Linked DNA regions of Sus scrofa: all the other regions are linked to region 3. The links are chromatin contacts, called in public HiChIP or PLAC-seq maps. All regions are on one chromosome and are shown on one strand. Each heading gives the region's core, a stretch centred on a gene start, on an enhancer-like site or on the middle of the called end of the contact. The rest is flanking DNA. Distances are from core to core; before and after follow the strand shown. Region 1 holds the start of MED12 (mediator of RNA polymerase II transcription subunit 12). Region 2 holds the start of OGT (O-linked N-acetylglucosamine (GlcNAc) transferase). Region 3 holds the start of TAF1 (transcription initiation factor TFIID subunit 1).

Region 1 (3,771 bases), core at 310-2,809, 230 kb after region 3:
GCCAGGCTGCCCGCATCACAGGCACTGTGTATTTGGCTAAGTACCCAAACACTTCTTCCTTCTTACTGAAAATGGGGACCTGGACGGACATCACAAATAGTGAGACCTCCATTACCCCCATGAGCTGGCATTCATGTAGCTTAATCTGGGAATCGGAGGGTGCTTGGTACCCACACTCCACTCCCTGGCTTGAAGAACAAGAAATGGTATCTCACCTTTTTGGCTAGTTGTGTGAGTGGCTTGGTGCCAGCCAGGTCAGTGAACCAGGTGTTAATGGCACTCTGGGATCGTGCAGTCACCAGCCAGAAGTTGTCCTTCTGGTTCACTTGGGGCTTCCTGCGACCAGTGTCAGGGAGGGTGTTACAACGTAACTTCTCTGCAATAATGCTGCTGAAGTTGGAACTGATCTGAGGGAAGAAAACTACACCTCAGGGTGGGAAGAAGGGGTAGAGAGGTGGTTGTGCCTTTGATAGGCAAATGCCAATGTGGTAGCATGAGGTTATGAAGGAAAACTCAGCCATTTAGGTGGTCCCTTTAAGTCTTCCCAACCCAGGGCCTTTGCGCCTTCTCAAATTCTTCCAGCCTTTTCCTTCAGCTTGGCAGGGTTGTCTCACCTTGGCAGGATTGAAGTTGACGTTCTTGGCACTGCCATGTTCATCCCCAGAGACAGCGGGCTGGTTATTGAAACCTTGTTTTACATTCAAGGCTGTCAGTTCATCCTAAAGCGGGAAAACGACATGTTAGCCCCCGCCACGGGGGGGGGGGGGAAGGTTGGTGGTGGGAGAGGGCAGAAGAGAAGGGAACATGGGGAGGGGGGAAGGGAGGAGGAGGATTCGGAGTAGAACAGATTGTTATTTAAAGCTAGGCCCTAACATTCATTTGGACCCCACCCTCACCCCCACAGTCACTAAGATTCCCAATCCCCCAGAGCTCACTCAACAGCACTCTTCCCCTGCGAGCTTGGAAGCAGAGCAGCCGTTGCTCACCCAGCTGCCTCAGACAACTTTCTGAGGTGTGTGTGTGTAGAGGGGGGCGCCTCCAGCGTGGCCCCGATATCACTCCCAGCTGGCACCCAGGAACCACCCCCCACCCCCACCAGATCCTACTCTCCTACGCCAGCCCACTTTACTCTTCCCCCTTTCGGGACTTTCGCTCCCGGCGAACCGCCCCGCCCCCCCCCCCCCCCGCCAAGCTTTCAGTGCTTCCTCTTCTGCCGATCGCTGGCCCCCGGCCCCTGGGGAGCCCGGATTTTTGAACGTACCTCCTTCTGTTTGGGATCTTGAGGGTACACATCCGGAGGCCCCAGCCGCGGCCGCTTCAGGGGCCGGTGTTCGTAGCTCAAGATCCCGAAGGCCGCCATCTTGCCCAGCCCGTAGCGCCAGAGGCGCCAGCCGGGCCCGGCCGCTGGGGGAGGGGGAGAGGGAGCCGAAAAGGGGGGCAGCGGAGGCGAGGACGGCAGCCGAGAGACAACAAGGGGGCACGTTAGAAACTCTCGATCATTGCCGGAAACTACCGAGGTAAACCGAGGGACGCCGGGAACCGTCGGACAATACCGACCGCGGGGTAGGGGGGGGAACGGGGGCGGGGCCCACCCGGCGTGGGGCGGAGCTCGGCGCCGGGGGAGCTTTTTCTGCCCCGGCGGCCGCAGATCGACTTCACTCAGTCAAGATCTTTGCGACATTCGCTAACCCTGTGCTGGACTGGGGATGCGAACCCGCGAGGCGGGAGGCGGCCACCGCACCGAGCTCCGGTTAGAATTGCGTTCCCAGCACCTCCCTCCGTTCCCGGCCTAGAATAAATAAGTGCTTGATCGTCTGTGCGTTTGTTGGGAACTCTGCCTTTTCCAAACTGCTTCTTCATTTCTCAGGTTCCGCATCTGAAAAATGGGTGTACTAACAAACACTTCCTTCAAGGGACTGTTGTGAAGATTAGAAACGATGTATGCATAAGGAAACACATATTAACCCCCCCCCCCCCCACACACACACAAAGGTCGGCTCTAATCCCTCAAGGTCCCTATGGTCTAGCACTGAGGTTCTTAACCTCTTCTGATTCAAAGTCCCTTTAAAATGCGGTGGAAGCTACGGCCCTTCTTCCCAGAAAAAAAAAAAAAAAAAAAAAGCACGTAGAGATATACAAAACGTTAGACACTTTCCACGGAGATTCTTACACACACACCCCTCCACGAAGTTCATCCATATATACTCCGAAGATTCAGGAACTCCAGGTTAAGAACGCTTGCTCTATAGAAAGAGGCACCTATTAAGTATCAGATGCTTTTCAGACATTATCTCTTTTAATCCACAAAAGCCCCATGTGTTAGGGATTATTATTGTCTCCATTTTGTAGATGAGGAAGCTGATTCTCAAGGAGTGGGAGTTGGTTTATATAGCTACTGAATAACAGAGCTGAGACTAGGGTTTTTTTCCTTGACTCTTCTTTAAGTGGTATATCATATCATTGGCTATTCTATTTTTTTACCTGCTTTTTAATTTAATTTTATTTGCTTTTTGTAGGGCCGCACCTTCAGCATATGGAGGTTCCCAGACTAAGGGTCAAATCCGAGCTGCAGCTGCCTGCCACAGCCACAGCCACTGCAACAGGATCCTTAACCCACTAAGTGAGGCCCGGGATGGAACCCGAATCCTCATGGATACTAGTATGTCAGGTTTATAACCCACTAAGAACTCCCCCTGCTTTTTTAAATTGAAGTATATTTGGTGTACAATATTGCATAAGTTACGGGTGCACAGTATAGTGGTTCGTATTTTCTAAAGGTTATACTCCATTCATAATTATAAAATATTGGCTACATTCCTCATGTTATACAATATATCTTTTTAGCTCATTTTATACGTGATAGTTTGTATCTTATAGTCTCCTACACCTAAACTGTCCTTCCCCCTTCTCGCTTCTCCCAGTGTAACCCCTAGTTGGTTCTTTGTATCTGTGAATCTGCTTTTTTGTTACATTCACTAGTTTGTTGCATTTTTCAGGTTCCACATATGAGTGATATCATACTTTTTTTTTTTTTTTTTGTCTTTTCTAGGCCGCTTCCCGCGGCATATGGAGGTTCCCAGGCTAGGCGTTGAATCGGAGCTGTAGCCGCCGACCTACGCCAGAGCCACAGCAACGCGGGATCCGAGCCGCGTCCGCGACCTGCTCTACAGCTCACGGCAACGCTGGATCGTTAACCCACTGAGCAAGGGCAGGGATCGAACCCGCAACCTCATGGTTCCTAGTCGGATTCGTTAACCACTGTGCCACGATGGGAAATCCAGTGATATCATACTTTTCCTGACTTTTTTTTTTTTTTTTTTTTTTTTTTTTTTTTTTTTTAAGGGCCGCATCCCTGGAAGTTCCCAGGCTGGCGATCGAATGGAAGTTGCAGCTGTGCTACACCACAGCCACAGCCACACCAGATCTGAGCCACGTCTGCAACCTACGCCACAGCTCACAGCAATGCTGGATCCTTAACCCAGAGAGCGAGGCCAGGGATTGAACTGGCATCCTCATAGATACTAGCAGGGTTCATTAATTCCTGAGCCACAACGGGAACTCCTTGACTTGATATTCTTTTTATGATGGTATTGCCTTTTAGAGAAAAGAGGGTTATAATACAGGTTAACAAATAACAATAGATAAAAATTATAAAGCTAGCCAATAACCAATGAAAGTAACAGTAAGAAAATGTTATTGAATCACAATGGGAAGATAAATTAATTTTGACTGGGGAGAGAAAAACATATTGGAGGAGGTAACCCTGAGGAA
Region 2 (3,586 bases), core at 499-2,998, 140 kb before region 3:
GGACGTTATATCTCTAATAGAAACTAAAAAATCACTAGACAAGCCTCTAGAACTTCCGAGCTCCTTATTTTAACACATTACTTTATCAATTTTTCAAAGCCGCTTATCTGCTATTTTAACACTGGAAATGACAACTTCCTCAAATAAAATAACACGTAGAAAAGGGCAAGCTAGTACAGAAGAATCTAGGACAGAATCTTAAATCTTTAAAAATCCCTGAGAGGGAGGGGAACACTAATTATTAATCCCACTACCTACGATCATGGATGAGACACAATTGAAGATTCACTTCTTACTGCACAATGTCCAAAAACAATTAAAAAAAAAAACCCTGACACATCTCAACTGAGGGAACCAACCAAAAAATAATAATAATAATAACCTCGTGGGAAACCTTAGAACCGCAGCCCGGTCCCCCCCCCCCCGCTCCAAATAGCCTCAATATGGAAAGGCAGACGAAGGACACTCCTGTAATTTGGTTGTTTTCTTATTTTTAGTACCAAATGCTCTCGACTAATTGTCTGAAAGGGCAACCGCCTTGCTCTTGTGCAGCTACACTCCAGTTGCTTTACAAACTCTTCAAGCGGGGATGAAAACTTAAAAAAAATACACCCCCTATGAATAAAGAAATACCGGGCTAAAGAATGGGGATGAAAGACCCAGAGGCGGCGGCGGAGGAATACAGGGAGAAAGTAACACAAAGCGAGAATCGGGCGGGCAGGGTGGTCAACGCCAAAGCCCCGGCACCAGGGTGGTTTCTCCCCAAGGGTAGGAAGTGGACCGCAAGGCTGGCAACCTCGCGAAGGAAAGGGTGTGGTTCCCCGCGGGAGGGGAGGGAGGTGGACAGGGTGGGAAATCCAGGCTGGGGGCAGCGGGTGGAATCGGACGATGGCAAAAGGAACCCCTGGAAATTTCCAATCGAAACCGGGGCCGCTCGCTCAACCGAAAGCCCGGCAGAAAGGCGCTGCCCGGCGGGGCACTGCTCAAAAGCCCCTGGGCTCGAGATTACTCGGAGCACACCCAGGAGCCTGGGCTCGTCCTTGGGTGATGCAAAGTGAGGATACGATTACATCGGACCGGCACCCCCGCCCTCGATTGACAGAGGAGCACCAAATTGGGCTAAGGGGAGCAGGGTGGAGGAGGAAGAGGAGGGGGCGGTGAGCTGAATTAAGGGAGAAAACGACTGCCAAGGAGAGTGAAAGGCAGCGAGAAGGACAGGGATTCCAATGCAGTCCATTCCGAGACATTCTAAGCGCGCACGTGTGAAAAGAAGCGTCCCGAGAGAGTAGAAGGCTAGCAAATGTATAGGATTACAAAGCAAGAAAGGAAGCGAAAAGCCAGCAAGCAAGAGGAAATGTTTGAAGAACGGACGACAGCGGAAACCCCGATCAGATGCCGGCAGACGACGAAAAGCTCAGCGATGCCACTGATGTAATGGGGATGGCTAGAGGGAAGGAAGGGAGTGATGAGAGGCAGAGGACGGCGCGAGACCCCAAGGGGGCGTCTGCCAAGGTAGAAGGGACACCGGTACCTGTGCTGTCGGCCACGTTGCCCACGGAAGACGCCATCTGGAGCTTCTTTAGGAAAAGCGAGAAAAGGGTAATTGAGTCCCGCTGCCGCCACTACTGGCAAGAATGTTTCTAGAGGTAGTAGTAAGAGGGCAGCAGCCGTACCAGTGCTTTGGCAGGCTTAAGAGGCGGCAACAGTTACAGGCTTCGAACCTTAAGAACTCTGGTTGGCCATCTACCTCTCACGGTCTTGAAATGGCGGCGACGGCTCCTCGGCCGAAACAACACGGGCCGGAACTACTTTCTGTTACAATCAAGTACCAGCGCGGAAGTAGCGCGGTAACCAGCGCAACCAACAAAATGACTATAATCAAAGTCACTTGCTCCTATGTAACCTTCCGCGCAGGGCCCATTGCGACAAACACGATTGTGTCGAGAGCGCATGCGAGCAACCCTGTCAACCCGACCCGGTTAGGGCACTGTCTGGGGCGGGAGCGTCCAAGTTTTCTACTAGCGGAGCGGAAGGGTAAAAAGAAACGTATACACAGGACGGATACATTTTTGCCGAAGTGGGGAAGTCTAGTCTATTACCGAGCCAGGAATGTAGATTTTTAAGAGATGCCAAAGGCGTCTAGAAAAGTTTCATCAACTTTAGTCGTACGGAAAGGAAGAGTTACAAGGCTGTTGAATCAATTCTAAGTAAATTTAAATGGCTAGATTTCCAAGGCTGACGTTTAAAACGGTGGCAGAGAGGGTTTCAATTTGAATACGTCTTAGTTCTGATTCCAGCCATTGATTTAAACACTTTGATGAAAAAGTTTCACAGGGCCAAATGAACCCAAGAATCTCACGTTTTGGCCATATAGCCCGAAATTTCCAAAACCTTTTGGTATTCAGGATAGTTCTACCCAGAGAATTCCGTAGGGCAAATGCTTCATAACTCAGGGACTCGCTGAGAGTTTGCACTCCAAAGCAGCAGCCATAAAAATGTTAAAGATGATTCATATTCATCAAAATCCACGACTCTCTTCTGAATTGTGATTTCATTTCCACCACATAGCTTTGCAAATCGTTACAAACGGTGATAGCATTTAGCTCAAGGCAGCTCAACAATGATAAATGGATTCATTTGCCATCTACCTAAACCACACATGCAGATTGAAACTAAATTGCCTCTACTTCCTTGAACAAATCAGTTCTATATGATCCTCCTGCAGTTTCAAGTCCACTGTTTAGACATTTTGTCACATTGGTATTAATTTATATCTCTTGTTCCAGAAAGGATTTAAGGTAGCTTGCCACATTCACAAGAAATTATTATAAACCAATGGAGGCAACAAGTTGCATCTCTCAGAGCCTCTTTTATTAATTTAAAAAAAAAGTCCTTGATCTAAGAAAACAAGTCAGTGAATTTCTTCAAAACATTTCTACTACCTAGCCATCTGACCACACTAAAAAAAAAAAAAATCCTCAAATTTTGCTTCAATTCCTTCAAGACAGTTCACAAACTGTTAATTATAGATATGAGCACCGAGGAAATTTGTAGTATTGATCATTTCTTCCATCACATCCATAATTGAAAGTCAGATGCTGTGAAAAAGGCAAAGTTCACTACACAAACTCTCCTAGAAAATGTGCACCAACCTCTTCTCTTAATTTGATTTAACTGGTAAAACCTTTTTCTCCACCGCCCCCACCGCACCCCTCTAACCCCCGCCACTGTAAGTGCTCCATCTGTGGTGAATAAAATCAGCTTTTCAACTTTTAGAACAGACTTCTCAGATTCCACTGGCAGATGTTTAGGCCTTACTGATTAGTGGGTGCTAACTAATTAAGTAAAACTCTTCTTCTTGTTAAATGCCAGGTCAGGTTCCCAACCAGGCAGGCTATACTGTAGTCTAAGTTTCTTTATCCTGAGAAAAGAGTCAAAGGATACTGCTGTGGAAAGCTGGGAGGTGAGGGTCACAGTGACTCAATAAGGAAAAACCCCTGTTGGAGTCTCAAGAACCCCCTCCAGTTACCTTCTAGCAATAGCACCTGGAGAGTTTAGTTTGAAGGACTTACTCATCAGACAAATG
Region 3 (3,617 bases), core at 116-2,615:
ATAGCAACAACAACAACAACAAAACAACAACAACAAAAGACAAAAAAAGAAAAAAGAAAAGAAAAAGATTATTCAAGGAACCACTACCAAGACTGAATGAATGTAACAGCAGTTCTCTGAATAAAGGCTAAGGAAACTGAGGTCATTTCGAAGAGAAAGCAAAGGCAGGAACTTTATTGCTATCTTTTATTTGTATTGCAGGGAAGGAGGAATATTGTTGGTCAATATTTTCTCCTTGAAATAATGAACTTAAATGAGTACAGGTGAGTGTCCGCTGGCCACAGGAAACTACTTCAGGACCCTCAACGAACAGTGGGAAAACCATGTAAGAAGTGCCCTGGAACCAGAAGGGGTCTGCCCTGGATGGTTAAGAACTGGGGCCTGAACCACATGATTTGTTGCAGATCAGTCCTCTTGCTCTAGAGCCACGTCTAGTCAGTGAGGTCACAAAGGCAGACAGTTTCAAGAAATAGCCAAGGCTCTTACGGCAATGGTTTGAAAGCAATCACTAGGTTAAGCTGCTATTTTTCCTATTCCCTGGTCAAGAAGAATTAGCTTGGAAGTCACCCATATCAGCGTCGCTGACGTACCAGGTCTTGCCTATCGTTCTCCTCTCTGGCCCCAACCCTCGTCCAGAACCGAGCCCCCTAGTTCTGGGTTACAACACAACCCACTAGCAGCGCAGCCGCTTCTCTGGTTTTCTCGCACGTTGAGCGCGCCCTCTAGTCTCCTGTCCTAAGCACCCTCAACTCCCCTCACTTCACGTATTCCCTAGCCGATCCACCCTCCAGCCCTATTCCCTCTCCCACCCCCTCACATCGTCCAACACGCTTTCCCCCTCCAGCTGCCCGGCTCCATTGATGTTGCCGAAAAGGAAACCGGTTAAAGAAAATGGGCCGCCTCCAGCGGAATCTTCATCGCTGTCTGTGTCCGACATGATGGCGGCGTCGGTGCCGGCAGCTGCTACAGGCAACGGCAAATCGCAGCTTCGTCCCATAGACCGGAAATAAAAATGAGTCGCCCAGAAGTGACTCGCAGAGTTCCTACACCTTACCAGCCCCCACCGGAAGCGGCATAAAGGAAAAAAAGAACCGGAAAGACCGCCCGTCCTACGAGAAAGGAGAATTGGTGTCACTACTTTACTAGCGGCTTTGGATTGGACTATCCGCGCTGGATTCGTGGAAAGCGGTTGGTCAAAGAAAATACTTGGTCCCGCCCCCATCCACTTTTCTGCGTAGGCTCCGTGTCTGCGCACTGAGGGAGCGACGGCTATTTCTCCAATCAGAAGGAGTCACCTGGGTCACATGGTCTGCGTCCCGGTAACTACACGTCACTACGGCACAGGAAATGGAAGTAAGGGTTGGGTCCTTTTCATCTCTGCTATCAGTTGCTTTACCGCTTCGTCACTGTGCCAAAGGTACCTTTGCAGGTTGGTTGTTTTGAATTGACACACACCCCCTTTTTTTCGGGGTGTTAAAGTAAAAGGTGAATAAAATAGCCGACCCTTCACCTAGATTCAGTTTAAACACTGCCAGTTTTTGTTTCCCCGAACCTTTTGAAAGTCTTCACCCCAAAAATACTTTTTTCTACATAGCCACAATACTATTAGCACATCTTAAGAACTTAACATTAATTCAATATCGTTTAACATACAGTCCATGTTTAAATTTATTCAGTTGTCTTAATTGGAGCATTTTACATTTCAGTCCGGGATCCATTCAGGGTTCAGCCTCTTTCTCTGTGTTGCATGATACTACTACATTTTGGGAAGAATTCATCTAATTTTTTCTTTAAAGCGATTCAAGTTAAATATCTTACCGGCAGCCATCAGAAAGCACAATGTCAGGTTGTCCCAATGTTGCTGATGCTGAATTTGATCACTTCAAAAAAGGGTGTCCACCAGATTTCTCTGTCGCAATAGCACATTTTTCCTCTTATAATTAGTACATAATCTAGGGGGTGATACTTTGAAATCGTGTATATATTCTATTCCCCATCGCCCTTACACCTAAAGGTTTTAGCATCTGTTGGTGATCCTTGCCTGAATCAGTTATTGGAAGAGTGCAAAAGGGTGATTTTGCTAATTATTAATTCCTTCTACATTTATTAACTGGACTTAGTAAAGGAGAACTTTCCCTTTTCTTACCTCTTTTCTTGCATTTTTATTTTAATGTGTTACAGTCTAGCACCATTATTATCTTTGATGCTCTGACTGTCCACTGGGAACCACTTCACTCTGGCTCCTGTGTCCTTTTGATATGAGCACGTCCTTGCTTTTTGGCACAAGGTGTTCAAGACTTACTCTTATTATTATTGAGCACGTCCTTGCTTTTTGGCACAAGGTGTTCAAGACTTACTCTGTGCATTCCCTGTCGCAGACCTGATATAAGCCATTTCTCCAAGTGGCCCTGGTTCTTTTTAGTGGGGAATAGTGCTTAGAAACTGGGGCATCGTTGCTTGTAGGCCCTTTCATTGGAGAGAACTAAAAAAAAAATAAAATAAAAGAATGAGTTTATACTAACACCTTCAATTCAAAGCTAACACCACCTAGAGTTCCCCATTGTGGCTCAGCAGGTTATGAACCCTACTAGTATCCATGAGGATGCAAGTTCGACCCCTGGCCTCGCTCAGTGGGTTAAGGACCCAGTGTTGCCATGAGCTTTGGCATAGGTCACTGACTTGGCTTGAATCCTGCATGGCTGTGGCTGTGGTGTAGGCTGGCAGCTACAACTCCAGTTGGACCCCTAGCCTGGGGATTTCCATGTGCCACAGGTGTGGCCCTAAAAAGAAAAAAAAAAGTTAGAATACTATTTATACATTCTTTTTGTTTTGTTTTGTTTTTTTCCACTTAATAATATAGCCTGGAAATCACACTGTACCACTTCATAGGGTTCTTCCTCATTCTTTTTTTTAATGTCTGCTTAGTACTTCACTGCATGGATGTCCTGTGGAATATTCTAACAGTAGTTATATTTCTAGGCCAGATAACAAAGCTCTACAAAAACCTGCATGTAGGGCGTGGCCCTCAAAAAGACAAAAAAGCAAAATGGAAGAGTTCTCTTGTGGCAGTCCCTGGCCTGGGAACTTCTATGTACCGTGAGTATGGCCAAAAAATAGAATACGTTTTTTAATGTATCTCATATTGTCTCTTGGACACTTGTGCTTGAGGAAAAGCAGAGATACAGATGTTCAATTAGATGTACCTAGATGCTTGTGAAATGTGGAAGGGGACTTCAGATACTATAAAGATGCCATTCTTGACTCAAAATGTGGTTTTGCATTACTTTACTATGTAACCCAACAATTCCACTTAACAGGTATATACCCAAGAGAATTGAAAGGATATCCACACAAAACGTTCTATATGAAGGTTCATAGCAGCACTATTTGTAATAGCTAAAGTGTAGAAATAATCAAAAAAAAAGAATCCAAACGTCCCTCAACTATGAGTAGATAAAATCTGGTATACTTATACAGTAGAATATTATTCAGCAGTAAAAAGAAATTAAGTACCCATATGGGCTAGAAAATGGATGGATGAACCTTGAAAACATGCCAAATGAAAGGAAAGAGTTCAAAATGACCACATATTGTTTGACTCCATTTATATGAAATGT

Evidence for each region. HiChIP or PLAC-seq counts read pairs in DNA pulled down with a chosen protein or histone mark.
Region 1: an H3K27ac HiChIP or PLAC-seq map of alveolar macrophages shows a contact between it and region 3. The contact joins the promoter of MED12 here to the promoter of TAF1 in region 3. A contact is called at or near these places in 1 of 47 Hi-C or Micro-C datasets (embryonic fibroblasts) and 1 of 2 datasets of contacts at active chromatin or transcription factors (alveolar macrophages).
Region 2: a contact with region 3 is called in an H3K27ac HiChIP or PLAC-seq map of alveolar macrophages. The contact joins the promoter of OGT here to the promoter of TAF1 in region 3. A contact is called at or near these places in 1 of 5 promoter capture datasets (fetal liver), 2 of 47 Hi-C or Micro-C datasets (alveolar macrophages and undifferentiated spermatogonia) and 2 of 2 datasets of contacts at active chromatin or transcription factors (alveolar macrophages and skeletal muscle).

The regions. Positions count from the first base shown.
Region 1 is chrX:57,148,672-57,152,442 of Sscrofa11.1, reverse strand. It overlaps MED12 (mediator of RNA polymerase II transcription subunit 12), which reads right to left and starts at 1,559. Exons shown (of 45, transcript XM_001927848.6): 1 at 1,262-1,559; 2 at 615-719; 3 at 216-407; 4 at 1-79. The coding sequence starts at 1,360. It also overlaps a transcript of IL2RG not described here.
Region 2 is chrX:57,519,334-57,522,919 of Sscrofa11.1, reverse strand. OGT (O-linked N-acetylglucosamine (GlcNAc) transferase) reads right to left here and starts at 1,748. Exons shown (of 22, transcript NM_001039748.2): 1 at 1,532-1,748. The coding sequence starts at 1,568.
Region 3 is chrX:57,379,959-57,383,575 of Sscrofa11.1, reverse strand. TAF1 (transcription initiation factor TFIID subunit 1) reads right to left here and starts at 1,365. Exons shown (of 38, transcript XM_021079953.1): 1 at 818-1,365. The coding sequence starts at 1,222. It overlaps LOC110257711 (a long non-coding RNA gene), which reads left to right and starts at 1,342. Exons shown (of 2, transcript XR_002340621.1): 1 at 1,342-1,429; 2 at 2,980-3,424. LOC100620825 (rho-related GTP-binding protein RhoG-like) reads right to left here. Exons shown (of 3, transcript XM_005659070.3): 3 at 3,474-3,617.